Regions from separate parts of the Rattus norvegicus genome. Here region 1 is linked to region 2. A link is a contact called in public Hi-C data. All regions are on one chromosome and are shown on one strand. The core of a region is the stretch at or near the end of the contact, and the rest is flanking DNA. Distances in the headings are between cores, read along the strand shown.

What was found. A called contact is a pair of places that touch in the nucleus more often than the background predicts.
Region 1: a contact with region 2 is called in a Hi-C map of kidney, with 1.9 times the contacts expected there. The contact joins the promoter of Suclg2 here to the enhancer-like site in region 2. A contact is called at or near these places in 2 of 12 Hi-C or Micro-C datasets (kidney and liver).

What each region holds. Positions count from the first base shown.
Region 1 is chr4:129,891,032-129,896,660 of GRCr8, forward strand. It overlaps Suclg2 (succinate-CoA ligase GDP-forming subunit beta), which reads right to left and starts at 2,906. Exons shown (of 11, transcript NM_001100750.1): 1 at 2,815-2,906. The coding sequence starts at 2,904.
Region 2 is chr4:129,834,525-129,840,761 of GRCr8, forward strand. It overlaps Suclg2 (succinate-CoA ligase GDP-forming subunit beta), which reads right to left. Exons shown (of 11, transcript NM_001100750.1): 2 at 1,229-1,370. Among named protein-coding and RNA genes, the nearest start is that of Suclg2, 56 kb to the right of the region's middle. Within about 2 kb of position 3,352, at least 5 of the 93 cell types and tissues checked have an H3K27ac peak or open chromatin away from gene starts, as enhancers often do. A contact at or near this core is called in kidney and liver, where this site is marked.

The sequences.
Region 1 (5,629 bases), core at 1,656-4,155, 56 kb after region 2:
GCCCTAGAACGGATATAACATCAGTAAAAAGTCAAAACAGGGGTTGGGGATTTAGCTCAGTGGTAGAGCACTTGCCTAGCAAGTGCAAGGCCCTGGGTTCGGTCCCCAGCTCTGAGAAAAAAAAGTCAAAACAGTGAAGCCAGAGGCAGAAGTTTAAAATAAAAAGAGAAACTGCAATGACATTAACCATGAAAACTCTGTGTCAACTGTTAACATTAACCCAAGGAGGGATGTTATTCTGTGGATACTTCTGTGAAACAAGCTAAAGTTGCTTCCAGAAAGTGGGTCTTTTACCTTGGCCTGCCCACCTGTTTTGTTTTGCTTTCACAAGGCTTGTGCAAAGTAGGTCGAGGCCGAGAGTGCCAACAGATTCCTAAAATACTTAAAGATTCCAAAGTTTGGTGGGAAAAATGAACCATGCTTACTTAACTGTAGTGGCTGCTACGATCCAGGAATAGGGGCCCAGCAAGAGAAAGGAGTAGAGCTGGTACGAAGACATAGTTCCTTAAAGTCACAGGCGGTATTACCTACTCACATTGTCAACTCTAAGATGTTCCCACAAGAACTGTGTCAGTGGCACTAGTGACTCGCTAACCGTTTCTACTCGTGGGCAGACTGATTTACCCAGAAAAGGAGCATTCGCCGGATTCTACTCTGGTAGAGTGGGAACGTGAAGTAAACCTACTCATCAGCTCTGTCTCAAACGCTCTGTAACCCTGAACAGGGCAGTGAACTTCTCAGGGCTGGACTTTTCTACACAGGACCACCTGACCGTGAGCATGGCTCAGGTCTTGGACATGTTACAATGCACACTTATTGCTCTTGCAGAGGATCCAGGTTCAGTCCTAGCGGATGCTATAGTTCACAGCCATCAGTAACTCAAGTTCCAGGAAGTACTGGTCACCACCCTCAGACTTTCACAGGTCTAGGGCTCGCTAGTAAGACCCAAACAAAAACTAATCACACACACACACACACACACACACACACACACAGAGACAGAGAGACAGAGAGACAGAGAGACAGAGACAGAGAGAGACAGAGACAGACAGAGACAGAGACAGACAGAGACAGAGACAGAGAGAGACAGAGAGACAGAGAGACAGAGAGAGAGACAGAGAACAGGCTGAACGAACAGGCTGTCCTGGAAGTCACCCGTCTCCTTCTAGCACTATCTACCTTACTTCCCTGAGACAAGATATCTCTCTCTAAAGTGGAACCTCACCAATTCTTGGAACCCACAAGTCTCTTCCTCCCGGTGCTGGGTCACAAGCTCACACGGGTTTGCCTGTTTTTGTTTGTTTGTTTGTTTGTTTGTTTGTTTTTGTTGTTTTTTTTTTTTTAACATGGGTGAAAGGAATTCCAGCTAAGACTCTCAGGCTTGGGGAGGAAGTGTTCTTCCCGCCAGAACCACCTCCAAACTCTACGAGGCCTGATGTTCCCATAACAATAAGTAACATACAAGTATGTAAACAGTGAACATTGCCCAATGTAGGTAAGAGGTCTCTCACCCCTGCTTGCCAGCCGGACTCTCCCATGTATGACAAGGTTTCCACAACTTGGATAGGGAAGATGACAACATAGGTCAGCTAAGCTCTCTGTTTTAGGTTTCTCTGGGCAATCATTTCTTACTCTTATGATTTTCAGTGCCTGGGCTCCATGTTTCTCATCAATTCAAATCTAAGGCAACGGCACCCCAGCTCTCTTGTTCTTCACAGCACTTAAGAGAGTGAATAGGCTGTAGATCGCCCAGAGAGCTCTACACTACTGTAGCAGGTATCTGTGAGTTTAATTAGACAAACCACCACCCTCCTCCTTCACCCACCACACTGCCAAGTGCCCGTTAAGGACATTACAGTAATAAGTATTAGCACCTCTTAAATTCCCATTAACAATAACAAGAGAGATGGAATGTCAGGTAACGAAAAGAAAGAAAAACCTTCACAGATGTCATAATTAAGCAAAGTTTAGAGTAACTCAAAAAAATTCATTAATAAGTTATTTCTTTTTCGTAGTGCCCTAGGCACGCCTTGGTTAAAATGTAGCGATTTGCTGCTCATTGAACAGGAAAGCTTTTCTTTGGGGGGTTGAGGGGGGTTAGCTAAAGACAGTAGGACGATAAGTGGTTGCGTGGCTTCTCCAAGTGTCAGGGCCAACTCACAATCTCCCCTCCAAAGGCCTCACTCTACTGAGATGCTCGCAAATGGAAGAAGGTAAATTCCACAGGAGAGCAATGTGGAGGAACTGCTCCCGGTCCAACTTAAGTCTCCAGGAGGCATGGACAAAGTGGGTAGGCAGTTTTCACACAGGCCATTCAGAGAGGAGGACTAGACTCCCACTTTCCTCCCGGACCCTTACAGGTCCCCACAGACAAGCACACAGTGGGCACAAGCGACACCCCGCGGGGTTGACTCTGGTAGGTGAGCTGCCTCGGGAGCCTGGGAAGCCAGCACGTGGCCGGCCGAGCAAGCTCAGGCTTAGAGCCGCCCCCAGGAGAGCCAGTAAGCGGCTGGGAAACCTCTGCCTTCCAACAGTGCGCCGAACTTTTCGGAACTCGCCCCCAGCTCGGGGTTCCAGTGCCCTGCACGGCTGAGGGGAGCGGTTAGGACGACCAGGGTCGTAGGGTGTGTACCCAGACCCCCGCGATCCCCGACACCTCCCGCGGGAGGCGAGCAGGGTCGTCCAGCAGCTCGGACGCCGCACAGCCGGCCGAGCCGCGGGGAGCACGGGGTCGCCAGGGGTCGCGCAGGGCGAAGAGAACGCAGAGCATGGGGCACCACAGCGAGTGGCTCACGTGGTCCCGGCCGCGCTCACCTGGGACCTGACCGCCAAGAGTCGGGGCCGCAGCGATCGCTCTCGCAGAAGCTTCCCGGCCTGGGCCGCGATGGCCACCGCGGACGCCATCTTAACCAGGAACCTGAGGAGAGGCCGCGAGGGGGCGGGAGGGGGCGGAGAAGGGAGCGGGCCGGGGCCCAGGCCCGGAGAGGGAGCGGGCCGGGGAGGGGCGGGGGAGGAAGAGAGGGGCGGGACAGAGGGCGGGTAAGAAAGCGGGTGCAGAAGCGAGCAGGGGGTGAGGGAATTGAGAAAAAGAAAGGAAGGAGAAAGGTGGTGAAGAGAGTGGAAGGACCCACCCACCCACTCCCCACCATGTTACCCCTATCCCCACCGCCTTCACCACCTCACCCCAAGGCCATGTGGCTTCTCAGAGCTTACTGCACCTAGCCTGGCTTTCAGGCAAAAGCAGATCTCAGCCCCAAGGACGCTGATTTAAACTGGTCCTGGAAATGATAAATGACACATTGACACTTGCAGTGAGGGTTGCTAGGTCTGGCCCTAGGAACTGATAACCACCATCAGAGGACATCTCTTGGAGAGAGTAATATTCCAAGGGAAGGAATTAGGACCACAATTCTTGGGCTGTGTGGGGCTGGTGACAGTTGATGAAGCACACATGTCGTGTGTGTGTGTGTGTGTGTGTGTGTGTGTGTGTGTGTGTGTGTGTGTGTGTGTGTGTAGAGTTACAGTAGAATGGCCAGAACTGGCTTGCTTGCTACATGCGTGCTAGGGATCTAAATGCCAGTCCTCACGCCTGCACAGCAAGCCTTTTCCCAAGATCAAGTGTCTGCTGATGGCAACGGTGTGAATCTATGGTTGTTCCATATATGCATGGATCTTGTCAGAACCTATGTAATTTTACGGCTCCCCTCCTCACCTCTCCACATGTCTTTTTATTCCTTTGTATCAATGGATTGGAGCTGTTATCTGAAGGGGGCATGGGGTAAGCTACATTTTTGAAGTAAAAACTCAGAGCAAATTGAGTTGATTTTAGCTATGGGCATCTGTATGTGGGGAGAGAGGTCTCCCAAGAGACCTAGAATGCCAGGAATGTCAGGCTAAGCAGAATAGGGATTTGGGTCAGCAGTCCAAAGACAGAAAGGAGACATAGTTAGGAACAGCAGCCTGAGGGGAGAAACTTCTGGGACGCACCTTATCTCACAGATTATTGTCCCCATCTCTTTATCACTTCAGCACATGTCAGCTTTCCTGGGCAGGATGGGGTGGGGAATGGAGTCTTGTGCCCACATTATTGACAAACCCATCTAGATTAACGTTTAAGGATGTTTGGACAGTTTGGGCAGTGATTTCTCTAGCCTAGGCCAAAAGTACAACTCAGAATCTATTCTCTTGGCCAAGAGGATATAGCCTGCCCTTAGGGTGCTGCAACAAAGCCCTGGTACTGCCATCATCTTCCTCCCTTTCCCTGTGGTATTGGAAACATTAAGGAAGAGCAACTGTGCCGCTCTCCTTTCTCCCAATCAGCTAATCTGAGGATCCAATGCTGAGCCCATCCTCAGTGATCTCCAAGCTGAGCTACCTGAAACAGAAGCTTGTCATACACAGACGACCGCATATGCAACTGCTTCCAGCTGCCACTCACTCCTCACTGGAACTCTGGGGAGGAGGTCCTATAGTCCTGTCCTATATATTCCTATACAGTCCTCCTGTGCCCAGACAGAACTGGGCAGCTAAGAGTTCCTCAGCTTGTGGCATTTGCACAGCTCTCCATATCTCCTAGTGCTCCCAAGGTCACGCAGCTGGGGATCAGAATCCCCCCAGAGCTGAAGTGTCACCACTCTGACCTGAGTGGATCTGAGTTTCCATCTCATCCCATAACCTTTGCGGGTTCACTGAGTAGGAGCAGAGCCCATCACCACCTAAGTATAGAGTAATGAGCAAGGACGGGAGAATAGGGGCATGCAAACAAGGTTTATTGGAAAGTAAAGAAACTCCTGGCTGGCATTGGGAGGGAACTCAAGCAAGAGTCGGTTGCCAAATAGCTCTTGGTCAGAGGTTCTTTTGTGTTCTGGAAACAGATCAATTTGGTCACACGAGTATGTAAAGTGGACATCCAGTCGGAATGAACCTGACTAATTTGGCTGTACTCTGCTTGTGGCATTGAATAGAGGAGCACAGACTCTAAAAAGAAGCCGATCATCAAGACTTGGTGGGTGGAAAAGCCCACCAAGAAGCTGCAGGCTGGAGGAAGGCTCGTGATGTAAAGAGAACAAAGGCTGAGTGGTAGCTAAAATCCAGGTAAGTCGGGACTCCCTGGACTTCCACTGTTTACTTCACTGTGAAACGTCACTATTTTCAGATCCAACTACGAGTCCCACCAGTACATATGACATTGTTGTTTTCCCTGAGCATTTAATATTGTAGAATGTGGTTCCCTTGCTTCTGATTGTTGTCATTACCCTTACGAGACCATTATCACAGGAAGGATGAATCAGAGGGGCATTTTTAATGAAGCCTTAGGACGTGGCTCAGTAGGTAGAACACTTGTCCGGCAGGCATTGAAGTTCAGGGCTTGATGCTCAGCACTGTACAAATCAACCATCATGGTGGCCACACCTGTAGTCCCAGAGCCTGGGAGGTGAAGGCAGGAGAACCAGAAGTTCAAGGTCATTCCATTGCTAGTGGAAAGTTTAAGGCTAGCCTGGGATACAAGAGACCGTGTATCAGAAAGTAAACCAGCAGAAGTATTTTTGTTACTATTTGCAAAATGGATGCTTAAACTTTGTGAGAGCTGTGGATGTGCTACCAGAATTACCAACAGCCAATTCAAGCC
Region 2 (6,237 bases), core at 2,102-4,601:
CCTTCTAGTGTCCAGAACCACACTGCCCCACAAAGCAACTACTGACACAGGGTCTGCTGAACATCTGACCTGAGACTGTGTGAAATGAATGTGCTATCGTGTAAGCTAAACACAGGATCTGTGACAGTTCAGTCTGTGGACATCTCATTTGTTAGAATACTCACCAGCATGATGCACAGGGCGCAGGGCTTGAGTCCTGGACCACGTGAGCCAGAGATGATGCTACATGCCTATAATCCTACCACTCTGGAGGCAGACAGGAACAAGTCCAAGGATATCCTCAGCAACAGAATTACTTTAAGGCCAGCCTGGGCTACATACACTATCTTAAACAAACACAAAACAAAACCAAAATGCTAAACTAATGAACAAAAAACAAGGAAAAGAAAGAAAAGAAAAAGAAGAAAAATACTAATAACTTACCAGTCTCATGATAAAAATGATACTAACTGGGTATATTAGATATAATGTATTATCAAAATTAATATTACCTATTACTTTTTTCTTTTCAAAGACTACTATAGAATTTAAATATACTGTGTGGTTTCCATTTTATTCATACTAAATAATTTAATCCAAGTAGCAATAGGAGAATCTTTACCACATCACACAGAACCGTCACTGGAAAGAGGAGAGCAGGACCTGATTCTCCCCCACCCAGGGCTGGAGTACAGCTGTCATCATCACCACAAGGAGTGAGAGCCTGAAGACAGTGACGGGCGGGAAACAGCTCTGCTCTATAGCTAGAGAACCAGAGATGCAGAGAGGAGAAGGACTCCATACGCAATTAGAACTGGATTAAAACTAAACGCTGCTCTTGGCCAGGCTCCACCAGCGCATATCTGTGATGTCAGCACTCATGGACTACACAACATGGCCTACCCCTTGTCCTCTTCCAATCACTCATCCCAGTTTTTCAGGGGTTTCTAGAAGGAAGCTACTCTCATGTCTAATCTACCAGCACTATTTCTTCCCACAACTAAGCCATAGCTAATAGAAGAAGCCACCAAGAAATCATGAGAGAAATTTCCAGAAGGTGACCCCATGTGCTGCTATCTCAAGAGAAAAAAATCAAGTTTTCCTAAGTTAAGTGTTCTGCTTTTGCAATTCAAAATTCCCATCCTGGTAAGATAACCCAGGTAAGATAGCCCAGGTAAGATAAAGGAACAGAAATGGGAGCCCTGTCCTGTCTTCAGTGGTGGAAGTTCCGCCCCCTGAAACAACTCACTCAGTCGCTTGGCTGCTTCCTGAGCCTCCTTAGCAGTGCTGGCGACAAAGAACCTCTGCACTCTCACTCCGTGCTCTGACATGAGCTTCTTGCTCTGGTATTCCTGCAGGTTCAGCCATCTCCTGGGGGTTAAGTGACCTGCCTAGGGAGAGAAGAGAGAACACTTAATAACGAGAAGAAGAGCACCGTCTTACCAGTCCTATCCACCAGCCAGGAGCAACATGCAGCTTAAAGAGACAATCTAAATAAATCTGACATGATGCTTTTTTAATCAAAAATGTCAAAAAAAAAGTACAGAGACAGAGAGACAGAGACAGACAGAGAGAGAGAGAGAGAGAGAGAGAGAGAGAGAGAGAGAGAGAGAACAACGAGAGAAGGGTTGGGGAGAGGGGCATGGTAATAGAAGAGAGACTGGGCTGGAAAGATGAGGAAAATCACTGGGAGAGGGAGGGGCAAGAGAAGGTAATAAGGAGTAAAAGATTAAAATACATTATATACATAAATAAAATGTCACAATGTGATCCCACATTACATTTTCATACTATTAAGTACCTACCTAAGAAAACTATAACACATGCAAGTCTGGGTATTAACATACCTTTAAGTGAAAATCTTTCATTTTGGGATGATAATGGTCCCTCCTAGAGCCAAAGACCCCTGCAATGAACAAAACCCCTACCCCAGCATAGAAGCCCCTTCCGAGGTGCTGATCAGCATGGATCAAGAGGCTGCAAACACTGGAGGCTCTTGCTCTAGCTATTGCCCTTGGTTGGCCCTAGAAGGGGAGTAAATAAATGCCCACTGCTGGAGACACCATGCACTTCAGATACAAAGCCTGGAACCTCCGAGCTGGAACTGACCTGAGTGCCTCCTCCTGAGGGTAGCTTTCATGGTACCACAAGAAATCATGAAGTGCTCCAGAGGAAGAAAGCAAACAGTCTTCCCTGGCTATGGCACCTATGAACCACAACGTGACAAGATAATCCTAAGGGCAGTAGCGGCACACAGACTTTGGCAGTAACCAACAGTCCTCTAATTATAGGTGAGACTTGCTCAACAAGAGGGAAATTATGTTTAGTGCTAGAAACCTCGTCAACTGTCCAGGGCTAGTGACATCATAGACCCTGGACGAGAATCTCCAACCAACACCTTATAAAGCAGCACAACTCCTGACTACATTCTAAACATTTATTCTTAGGACCAGAGAGAAGTGTCGTCCTCATCCCTCATCAAGGAAACTTCTCTTTGTGAGCAGACCTCTCCAAAAAAACACAACCAATCAAAATGAGCTGTGAAGCCCAGTCCCAATGGATTCATTTACAAAACAACTCCCTCACCTTAGGTTTCAGAGTCAGTGCAGAAGAAAGCCAAAAACACATTCTCTGAGGATCAGGGAATTTGCTAAGATATCCTGTCTCCTAGCAATGTCAGAAGCTACACCCAAAAACTCTCAGCAACAGGACCTCCTAAGCAAAAGCTGGACAAGAATAGCCACAACAGACATGCTAATGTGGGCGGGAGAAAGCCTAAGAGACCTACACAAAGAACTACTGGCAGTTAAGGAATGCTGAGCTCTGGAGAAACAGTCTTCTGCAGATAAGAGCACCAATTGGATAGCGGATACCCAACAGTCAGTCCTGAAAACATATATACAAGTAACATTATACAGAGTAAGCAGGTTGTCTTTACGAATATATATATATATGTATGTGTATATATATATATATATATATATATATATCAGCAATATTAATGGAAGAAGCAACCATGAATTAGAAACAGAGCAGGGAGTGTTTATGGAAGGATTTGGAGAGAGGAAAAGGAAGGGAAAATGATGTAATTGTGTTATCTCAAAAAACAAATAAATGACATTTAACTGTCATAGCGAGACTCTTATAGATGTTAATTTTAACCCTCAAGATGGTAAAACCAGAGTAAGTCCAATAGCTTAGGTACAGAAAGACATCTGGTAAATGTCTGGTTTTAGCATTGTTCTAGAATTGTGTCAGATGCCCACATCAGAGGAAGCAGTCAGGCGAAGGATCATGGGACTGTACTGGGTGTTTCATTTCATTTTCACTGTAGCTTTCTGTGAGCTGGTTAAGTTCGTGCAGATCAGAAGTTATTCTGGAGAAACCAGCTCTGCCTCCCTCCCTCACAGGCACAAACAGGGAAAGCTCATTGCTGTGTCTTAACAACTAATATAAACCATTAACCAGACTCAGGAAGTCGTTCGAGAAATATTAACAACTCTAAGAGGTCATGGAGCCGCAGACTAATTCACTGCTTTCTTTTGCTTTTAAAAGATTTTTCTAAATGTGTATTATGTGAGCTTGTGCGAGTGTGAGTTTCTGTGGACCAAATGTGTGCCGGTGCCTGTGAGAGTCAAGGGTGTCAGCCACTGGGACTGAAGTGACAGCCAGGTGTTTGTGAACCATGTGATATGGACGCCGGGGACTGAACTCAGGTCACCTGCCAGAGCCGTGCATGCTCTTAATGGCTGAGCACTCTTCCCAGCTCCCAAGTCTCTCCTTAATTTTAGTTTCTAATGGAGTCTAGGTAGGTGTTTTGAAGGATGAGATCTCGCTCATATACCAATACTGAGCACAGTTACTTGAGAGTCCTCATTACTGCACTACCATTCAGCGGCAGTCGGATATTATGCAATCTTGCTTAAGATTCCAATATAAGTGGGTTTTTTTCCAAAATGCACTATGAATTACTTTTTAATTTATGTCAAAAGAACATAAAGAACAAGATGACAACCAGTAAATTACTTTTGTATTTTATCCAGTAATATCAACAGCATATCCTACCAAAACTATAAATCTCATTTTCAATGAAAAAGGAATACATTTAGTTATGTTTACACCCATGAGTCATAATGTAAAGGAACTTACAAGAGATGATTATCCATTAACACAAATTAAATGTTTAATCATAGCTGGATTTCAAAGCTGGCAGAGTGAAAAATAACCTCATGTCCAAACCCTAGCTTCTACCGTGGTCTCCACGAATGTCCAAGGCAGCGTCAGACTGAGCACACTGCTGAGGCCTAAGGGCTGTGCACGGGAGTTTCAATCACTTTCAGAATCTCTAAAGTGTCCTTAAAATATCATCTCCTGTAACTGCCAAACGAGGAGGCATTCATGAACTCTCTCAAACAGGGGGTCCACTGAGGCTCACAGGTATGTCCAACCTCAGACTGCTGACTGCGTGTACCCCAGAATTGCTATGAATATGCTCCAATACATTTGTGGAACACGGTGTGGCACTGCAATGTCAAAAGGTTGGACACCCCTGATAGATCCTTACAGAAAGATGAGCTTCTACTCAAGGGTAGCGTGCTCTAAACACACTTTCTGACATCCTTAGGAGAATATCTTACTTGTCAGATAGAAAATACCAAAAACAACTCAGTGAGATGGGCAAAGGAATAAACCCCACCTTTTGTTCCCAATACAAAGAATGTTCCAGTTCCAGAAACTGCCTACCTCTAAACTAGAAAGGCAATAAACTTGAAATAAACATAATTCACATACACTTATAAAGTATTCAAGCTTTGACATGATCAAGCCTAAAAATAGCTCCTCCCACCCATCTATATACGTTAATATATATTGTATATTAATATAATTATTTTTATATTACTTACAATGTTAATATTGAAATTGATTATAATTCTTCTTTAAAAACTGAATAATAATTGGATAAAATCCAATGCAGGACAAACAATGCTCACACCATCTACTTTTTAGTACTTTATAATCTTACTTCTGACTTCCTAAGTCTTAATGAAACATTAGTAACTTAACACAAATTTGACAAATGAACACACTCAAAGCCTTAATAGTCTGTTGCATTCCACACAAGATTCCACGAAAAACATGAGTGTAAGGTATTTAGTAAAAGCCATCTAAAGAAAAAAAAACATTAAATGTTACACACATGTCATTATCAGGGACTGCTTTTAAAAGGCAAATGGGAAGAATCAATAGATTAGGCCTATGTTGACATACCAATTTAAAGCCATTAACCAAAGAAGAAAAAGTACAGTTTGAAAAGCACATTTGAGAGAAACTAAAAACAGCTACCGCGTGGTCACGGTCAATTCCTTTTCATTAGACTACTGGCCGTATTAATTTCAGATATGTTAATGCAATCTGCTGCAAACTAATTGCAATTGATCCAGAGACCAGCATCAAAGACATATAATACATATTGACTGCTTCTACATTGACCCAAATGAATGCCAGCTTAAAGTCGCTTGCTCTTAAATTGAAAACCAAGACACTGAGACTTGCAAGGCCTGTGTTAAGGCCCTGTCTATTACTCCACAAAGTAACCCTCTTACAGGAGCATCAGATGACTGTGCTCAACCAAAGACTTGGAAGGGCAGGGTCCATGACTACATCTCAACATCTCTAAGTCATCTCCACTTCTTAACAACTGGTGCTGGGCTGAGTTGGTAGCGCAGTTGGCGAAATGTTTGTTGTACAAGCATGAAGACCTGAGTTCAGTCCCACAGCTCAGGAGAAGCTGCAAGGTAGCATGTGCTTAATAATTCCAGAGGTGAAAACAGGCAGAAACCCGGGTGCTGATCATCCAGCCTAGCCTACTTGGCAAGTTCCACGTCAATGAGAAAGCCTGTCTAAAATACATAAATAAAATAAGGCTTATGGGACCTACAGAACAACATCTGAGGTTGTCCTGTGGACTACACATGCATGTCCCCCGCCCAGACAGACACTAGCACATGCTCACACATGCATGCACATTCACATACCCACCAACACACACATAACATACATGGGTCATGCATGTATGCAGATATGTATTCATGTGTGTGAGATCCTTCTGCTAAGTCCATTGAAAGAACCACTTAGTCTCCTACATTCTTAGAAGTAACCAGTACTGGACATTTCTAATAATTTTTCTGTGCACTGACTCACTACAGGGGACCATTTGATCTTGTGCTGAGGAACTGTCTGGCATTTTCTCTCACCTTT